2 separate regions of the Mus musculus genome follow, and region 2 is linked to region 1. The links are chromatin contacts, called in public promoter capture Hi-C maps. All regions are on one chromosome and are shown on one strand. Each heading gives the region's core, a stretch centred on a gene start, on an enhancer-like site or on the middle of the called end of the contact. The rest is flanking DNA. Distances are from core to core; before and after follow the strand shown. Region 1 holds the start of Dzip1 (DAZ interacting protein 1). Region 2 holds the start of Sox21 (SRY (sex determining region Y)-box 21).

The links. Promoter capture Hi-C pulls out the DNA fragments that hold promoters and counts their contacts.
Region 2: a contact with region 1 is called in a promoter capture Hi-C map of embryonic stem cells, with 4 times the contacts expected there. The contact joins the promoter of Sox21 here to the promoter of Dzip1 in region 1. A contact is called at or near these places in 1 of 39 promoter capture datasets (embryonic stem cells), 1 of 15 datasets of contacts at CTCF or cohesin (large pre-B cells), 5 of 484 Hi-C or Micro-C datasets (LSK cells and embryonic stem cells), 7 of 115 datasets of contacts at active chromatin or transcription factors (embryonic limb bud, embryonic stem cells and stem cell-derived neural progenitor cells) and 3 of 9 other capture datasets (embryonic stem cells, liver and macrophages).

What each region holds. Positions count from the first base shown.
Region 1 is chr14:118,924,069-118,927,112 of GRCm38.p6, reverse strand. It overlaps Dzip1 (DAZ interacting protein 1), which reads left to right and starts at 1,643. Exons shown (of 22, transcript NM_025943.3): 1 at 1,643-1,972; 2 at 2,595-2,688.
Region 2 is chr14:118,235,596-118,238,639 of GRCm38.p6, reverse strand. It overlaps Sox21 (SRY (sex determining region Y)-box 21), which reads left to right and starts at 1,610. Exons shown (of 1, transcript NM_177753.3): 1 at 1,610-3,044. The coding sequence starts at 3,005. It overlaps Gm4675 (predicted gene 4675), which reads right to left and starts at 2,408. Exons shown (of 3, transcript NR_131969.1): 1 at 1,696-2,408.

The DNA of each region.
Region 1 (3,044 bases), core at 394-2,893:
GAATCCTGGCTTCCAGGCAGCTAGATGGGGGTCTTAAAGCCCATACCCACAGTGGCACACCTACTCCAACAAGGCCACACCTACCCCAACAGGGCCACATCTTCTAATAGTGCCACTCCCTGGGCTGAACATACATAAACCATAACAACAGCTGTGACCAAAAGCAACCTGGGAAGGAAAGGGCTCACTTGCTTTACATTGGCTTGGTTATCAGAACACAATCTATCAAGAAGGGAAGCCCGGGTAGTTACTTAAGAAGGAACCTGGAGGCAGAATCTGAAGCAGAGACCTCTGAGAAGTGCTGCTTACTGGCTTACTCCTCAAGTTCAATCAGATGGGAGAGGGGGAGGGGGAAGGGAGGGGAAGGGGGAGGGGAGGGGGAGAGGAGGAGGGGGAGAATGAATTCAGGATCACCTGCCCAAAAGTGGAACCACCCACAGTGAGCTGAGCCCTCCCATATCAAACAGTAACACAGGAAATGCCCCACAGACATGCCTGCAGGCCAATCTGATGGAGGCAATTCTTTAATTAGGTTCTGTATTCCTAGGTGACCATAGTTAATGTCAAGTTGATGAAAACTAACCAGCACATTATTTTGTGCTAATATCTCCCGCATTTGTGATTTCTTCTAATTCTTCGAATTGAATTTAAATAGATCTCAGTTAACTGAAAGACCAGCTATAAGATAGTTTTCAGGTTGCAAGGGTCCATGATTTGCCAAAGAATGATACCCTGGACTCAAATAGTATGTAAACGCAGAATGTTTTATTCTGCAGAAGTCCACCATGCTGGGCTCTCCCACTTCCAAGATGGAGAGTCAACCAAGTGAGCTCGCAGGCCGGATTTAAAGCACATTAAGGGATGCTGAGGTAGGTGACCTCCATCTGTTAGGTCCATCTCTATGGGCATTCCATTACCAGGGTGTGGGAGCTGGGGAGGTCTGGAAATTGTTGCTGACCCATTGTCCTTGCCTCAGACCAGCTGTCAGGGCAGCTTCTGAGGCCTGGACTTGCCTGGACCAATTGCCCAGTTCTTAAAAACAGAGATTTAGGCCTAGTCTCCTTAACTGCTAATCTGAAGCCTGCCATGGAACCCATCAGCCTAGCCTTCTCAAGGCAGAATACGGACTTCCATCAAGTGTGTTAAAAACCTAGTTCCTGCCGACTTCTGCTCTGTCATCTTGTTAGTTTCAGAATCCAACACTCATCGTGAGTGAATATCATCCCCTTAGATAGGGTGTTTTTATGAGAGGCACTATTGAGCATACGGGGATCCTTCCTCTCCAGCAGGATCATAGTTCCAACTTCAGGTTAAAGAGGCGCTCACACCTTTTCTTAGCTCTAGAGCACATCCGCATTAGACCCTTGAAGCTCTCTTTTATCTGCAGGCATCTCCAGCTAAAATGCAACTTTTCTGGGAAGAAAAATCACAGCTGCCCTTCAGAGGAATCAGCGAGCTGAAAGAGAGAATTACTACCCTGTAGAAGTGAATCTGGGTTCTTTTTGAAAAAGTCTTCCCGGGGCTAGCACCCAGAGCCAGCAACAGAGCTCAGCGTAGCATCACGTGTCTGCAGCAGCTGCGGGATTGGAGGAGCGTTTTTTTAGTGCTGCGGTCTAGGCGCGGGCGGTCCCGCCCAGCTGCCAGAGGAGCCGGGTAAGCGGAGAGAAGAGGCCACCAGAAGACCGTAGAGGGGAGGGGGCGGGAGGGGGGTGGGGCAGCCTTAACCACCCACGGCCTGGAGCCTGGGAGGACAAGGAGCGACGCTGGGCTACCCGCCTCGTCACAACTTGCCCGGACCAGACACGCTTTATCTTGCGCCCTGGAAGAAGGAGCCGCCTGCCTCTTGCTGCTCAGTTGCTCCTCGGCCTCGGCGAGCCCCGCCTCTGCGCCAGCAGCAATCCCGGGATCTGGATCCCCCGTGACTCCCCGTGCCTTGCAGCGCCCGGCTTTCGCCCAGGAGCGCGCAGCTGGGGTGAGCCGAGGTCTAGGATGCTCCGGGCGTCCGCCGGACTTCAGCCACACAGAGCATCTCGCATCTCTGTTGGCGAAGTCGGGCCTTCTTCCCTATTCTGTCTGCTGAGATCCGCAAGACTGCAGATCTGCAGCTCCCCTCAACCCGGCTTCCCAAGCCTTTGTCTTTTCGGGTTCATCAGGCCAGCAGTACAGTGCAGTGTGCCCAGAACATAGGCTGCACAGGATTGGGAACCCAGTCTGGGGTGGGAGTAGGGGAACAGGAAAGTATGCCCCCTGCCTTCCTGTTCCGGCCATCTTGTGGAGGATTCGACCTAGGGGGTAAGGATGGCTAACCGCAGATGCCCTAAGCTCATGGACTGCCAAGACCTTGGGCCTGCACCGGTTCTTACTGGGTCTGCTGCGGAAGCGCGGGAGCCTCTCCCAGGTTCAGCTAGAGAGCCTTTGGAACAGAGCAAAGGTTCACCCGTTTAGCAAGGCAAAGGCAAAGAAAATAGGAGGGTATGGGCCTGGAGCCATTATCTTTTTTACTGAACACCTAAGTCAGTCGACCGTTTTTTTGATTTTTGTTTTTTGTTTAATTAACCAAGCACATTCTAAACGCCCTTTCCTTTCTGCACTAGGTGCTTGAAACACAGCGGTGAGCGACACACCTCCCCTGTTCCCGCTGATCCTGCCAGCCCAGTGGATGGAGCCCAGAATCCACAAACCTGCCAGGTCCGTAACCCACACGGGGAAACTGAGGGCTAAGGTCAGCAGATGTGTTCTAAGCTAGGCATCAAATACATGAAAGAACCAGTCTTTAAAACGGTCTATATTCTTAGGGCTTCTGTGCTAGGTTGCAGTAAAATGTGATTTTCTTATTGCCTCAGAATCTTGTGAATGTGTGCCTTATATGAAGTGTATGTTTTATTTCCTGGACACTTTCATGTGGATTTATTTATATTACTATGGAAAGTGCTCAAAATAGTTGGTTCCAACTTTACTTCCAGATAGTTACTGTGAATTGTATTTTCCTTTCTTCTGTTCACGTATTTGGTTGTTAGGAAAGAAAAAAATTTTCCTGATGGTTG
Region 2 (3,044 bases), core at 361-2,860, 690 kb after region 1:
TAAGATAAATTTGAAGCGCATAAATTATTTAAATTACCAACATAAATTGATTTCTTCAGCCTTCAATCTTTTTATGTCAAGATAATTTTCATTACTAGACTCAACTTTATTCAGAATTAGTGAATAACAGTTTTCATATATTGTGTTCCCATATATATGTTCTTTGTGTGACAGTGGGTAATATTTTGTCTCAAAACTATTATGCAAGTTGGTAGGTTGAAAGCTCAGAGACAGTAATTTTGTAGTTTATCATCATGAAACAGTGTATTTAATATCCTAGTCTATGTAATTACACTTGCCAGAGTCTTAGCATCGCACCACCCAGAGTCTGAATGACAGTGTCTACAAAAGTGAGGTAAAGAATTATGATTCTAGAGGAATCAGTTCAATTGTTTTAGCAACAGGAGAGCAAAAACAATACAAAATAAGCATTTACAAACATGACAGCTAAGGAAAACAGAAACCCACTTAACATGCCACTGCTGACTGGCATGTCTGTTATCACAACAAACATTTCAAAAGCCATCGCCTTCTTCAATTTAAATGAGCAACAAAACAAGCCCAATTCTTAAATAAATAGGAGTGCAAACCAATTCATGTTAATGCCCTGATTACAAATCAATGGTTCAAAGGTCCCGTGTGTGTACAAACTGGACATAAATTGCAAAAAGACATTTTAAAAAAAGCTAACCGTGTATACGAATGTGTTACTTGCAAACAGCCAAAGGAAGACAAGTAATCTGCCTGAAACACAAAGTCCCTGAGGAGGGGGGTTCCCCAGGAATATTCGGGGGTGCTATTTGATTTTTGATTGTGTATAGCGTCAATTATAATAGCTCTAACTACCAAGCAAGAAAACTGGCTCAACAGCATAAAAACTGTCAGAGTAGAACATTTTTAAAATTTTTATTTAGAGAAATGATTTATGCTTTTGATTTGAAGCAGCTTTGCCCTATCGTTGAGAGACTGCAAACGTTAAAGAAACAACACAGAGATAGCTCTGACGACCAGAATTAAAAGAAGGCAAAACAAGACAGAAGACAACTGTTTAAAAAAGCTGTGTATTCAGAAGGGGATGCGGGCTCAACCTAGGCTCATTCCTTTTCCAAAGGCTTGCCAAAAATGTTCTGTCCATCCTGGGCTACTTTCCACTCCACTACCTCTGAGTGCAACCATGAGGCAAGAAACTGCCGGAGGCGTCTGTTGCGAGTCACACCTGGCCCTCCAAGGAAAATGAGTACTTTCTTGCCATTCGGAACAGTCTCAAACACTTTCAAAGACTCTTCCCCCACTCCCACCCCCAGGCTCAACCCTCTTCCTCGCCAGTTTCTGAAGCTCTTTTCCTCTGGTGTACCGCTTTCATCCTCCCGGAAGAGCAGCCAGCAGAGCACCAGCAGCGCTGGGCAGAACAGGGGAGCCGCCGGCGACACCAAGCTCCAAACAGTGCGCAGACTCCGCGGCGCGCGGCGGACACTCCACTCGCCTAAACCTGCACTCAAAGTGAAAAAAGAGTAGGAGGAGGAGTGTTGGGAGGGGGGACGGGAGGAGGCTCCGCTGGTCCCTCCTCCCTCCTGGACTCCCCGGCTCCTCCTCCGCACTCCCAGGATATACACACACACTCACACACGGCCGCGGCTGGACATGCACACCCAGCGCCCGCTGCCGGCGCCAACACTCGCAGGTGGCGACACTCACCTGAGCCGGGCTGCAGTCGCCTCGGAAGCGGCGGAGCGAAAGCCTGGGCCCGGAGCTGGGAAAGCAGGAGCAGCCCCAGAGCAGACCTGCGATCTGAGGTGATATAGCACGTTTTCTTTAATCCCCGTCCTCCTCCAGGACCTGGATCCCTGCATCCTTCCAGCCTGCGGCGCCCGGAGTAGCCGGGACCCAGGGGCTCGCGGGCGCGGCACCCACGCGGGCGCACGCTCGGAGGCGCGCTCACCGAGAGGGGCGCGGCTGAGCCCGGGCCGGAAACTTGGGAGAAGTTAGTTGCAAGTGTCTGGCTGCTGCGACCGGAGCTGGGAGAAGGCGCCCGGGCCTGGCCGGCCGCGCCGCACCGAGCAGCCCTCCGCTTCTGGAGTGCTCCGGGAGCCCGAGACCTTCAGTGCGCCCGGGGAAGCTGGGAGCCAGCGGAGCAAGCATGGCCCCGGGGACAGCCTGCAGCAGCGAGTCGGAGAACCCGGACAGTCTCCACTGAGGCCCGGCGACTCAGGCTAACTCAAAACCTCAGCCCGCCTCCTTCCTCTCCTCTCCTGTGCCAAAGCCCGGCAGCAAGATTCTCCAGGCAGGTGCCCGGGGACAGCGTCAGCCCTCAGCAGAACTACAGGATTGGGGGTTCCATCAGCGCGCCCTGACCCCGACACAGAAGACGGGCCGCTGCAGTGTTTGTGTTTCTGTCCGCCGCCCTGCTCTGCGCGCCCCGACCCTACCCCTCCTCTTCCTCTTCGCGGCCACCCCTCCCCCACTCCCATCTGCTTCTGTCAAATGAGAAAGTCACCGGGGAGAACCCAAACACTCCAGCCGCCGAGAGCCCCCTTTGGCACTTGGCAGCACGCGGCGGCGGGCTTCTCGGCTCAACTTGGTGGATCCTCCGCCGCTCAACTTTCGGGGCTGCTTGGCTTTTAAGGCGCTGAAGACAGAGGAGAGGGGAGAGCAGAACCAGGCAGCGGCCACCTGCAGGGAGTTGGCGAGCCAAAGCAACGGGACAGAGGACAAAAAAGCAGAGGGCAGAGTGACACCGCGGAGTGGGGACACCGAGGAGAAGTTTCAGGGTCCCGGAGAGGATTTTTTCTTAGAGCTCGACCAGACAGACCAAAGCGGTCCGGGACGCAGCGCCCCGACCCAGGGCTGGTCGTCTGGTCCTCTCTTCCCGCGCGGGAACGACGCGGGGACGCACGGCCGCCCGCTGAGCCGGTTCCCTCTGGCAGCCAACATTGATTTCCTCCGGGCGGAGGCCGAGGGCCCCGGTGGCGGCGGCGGCGGGCTGCAGCCGCGGCACGGCGACAGCATGTCCAAGCCTGTGGACCACGTCAAGCGGCCCATGAACG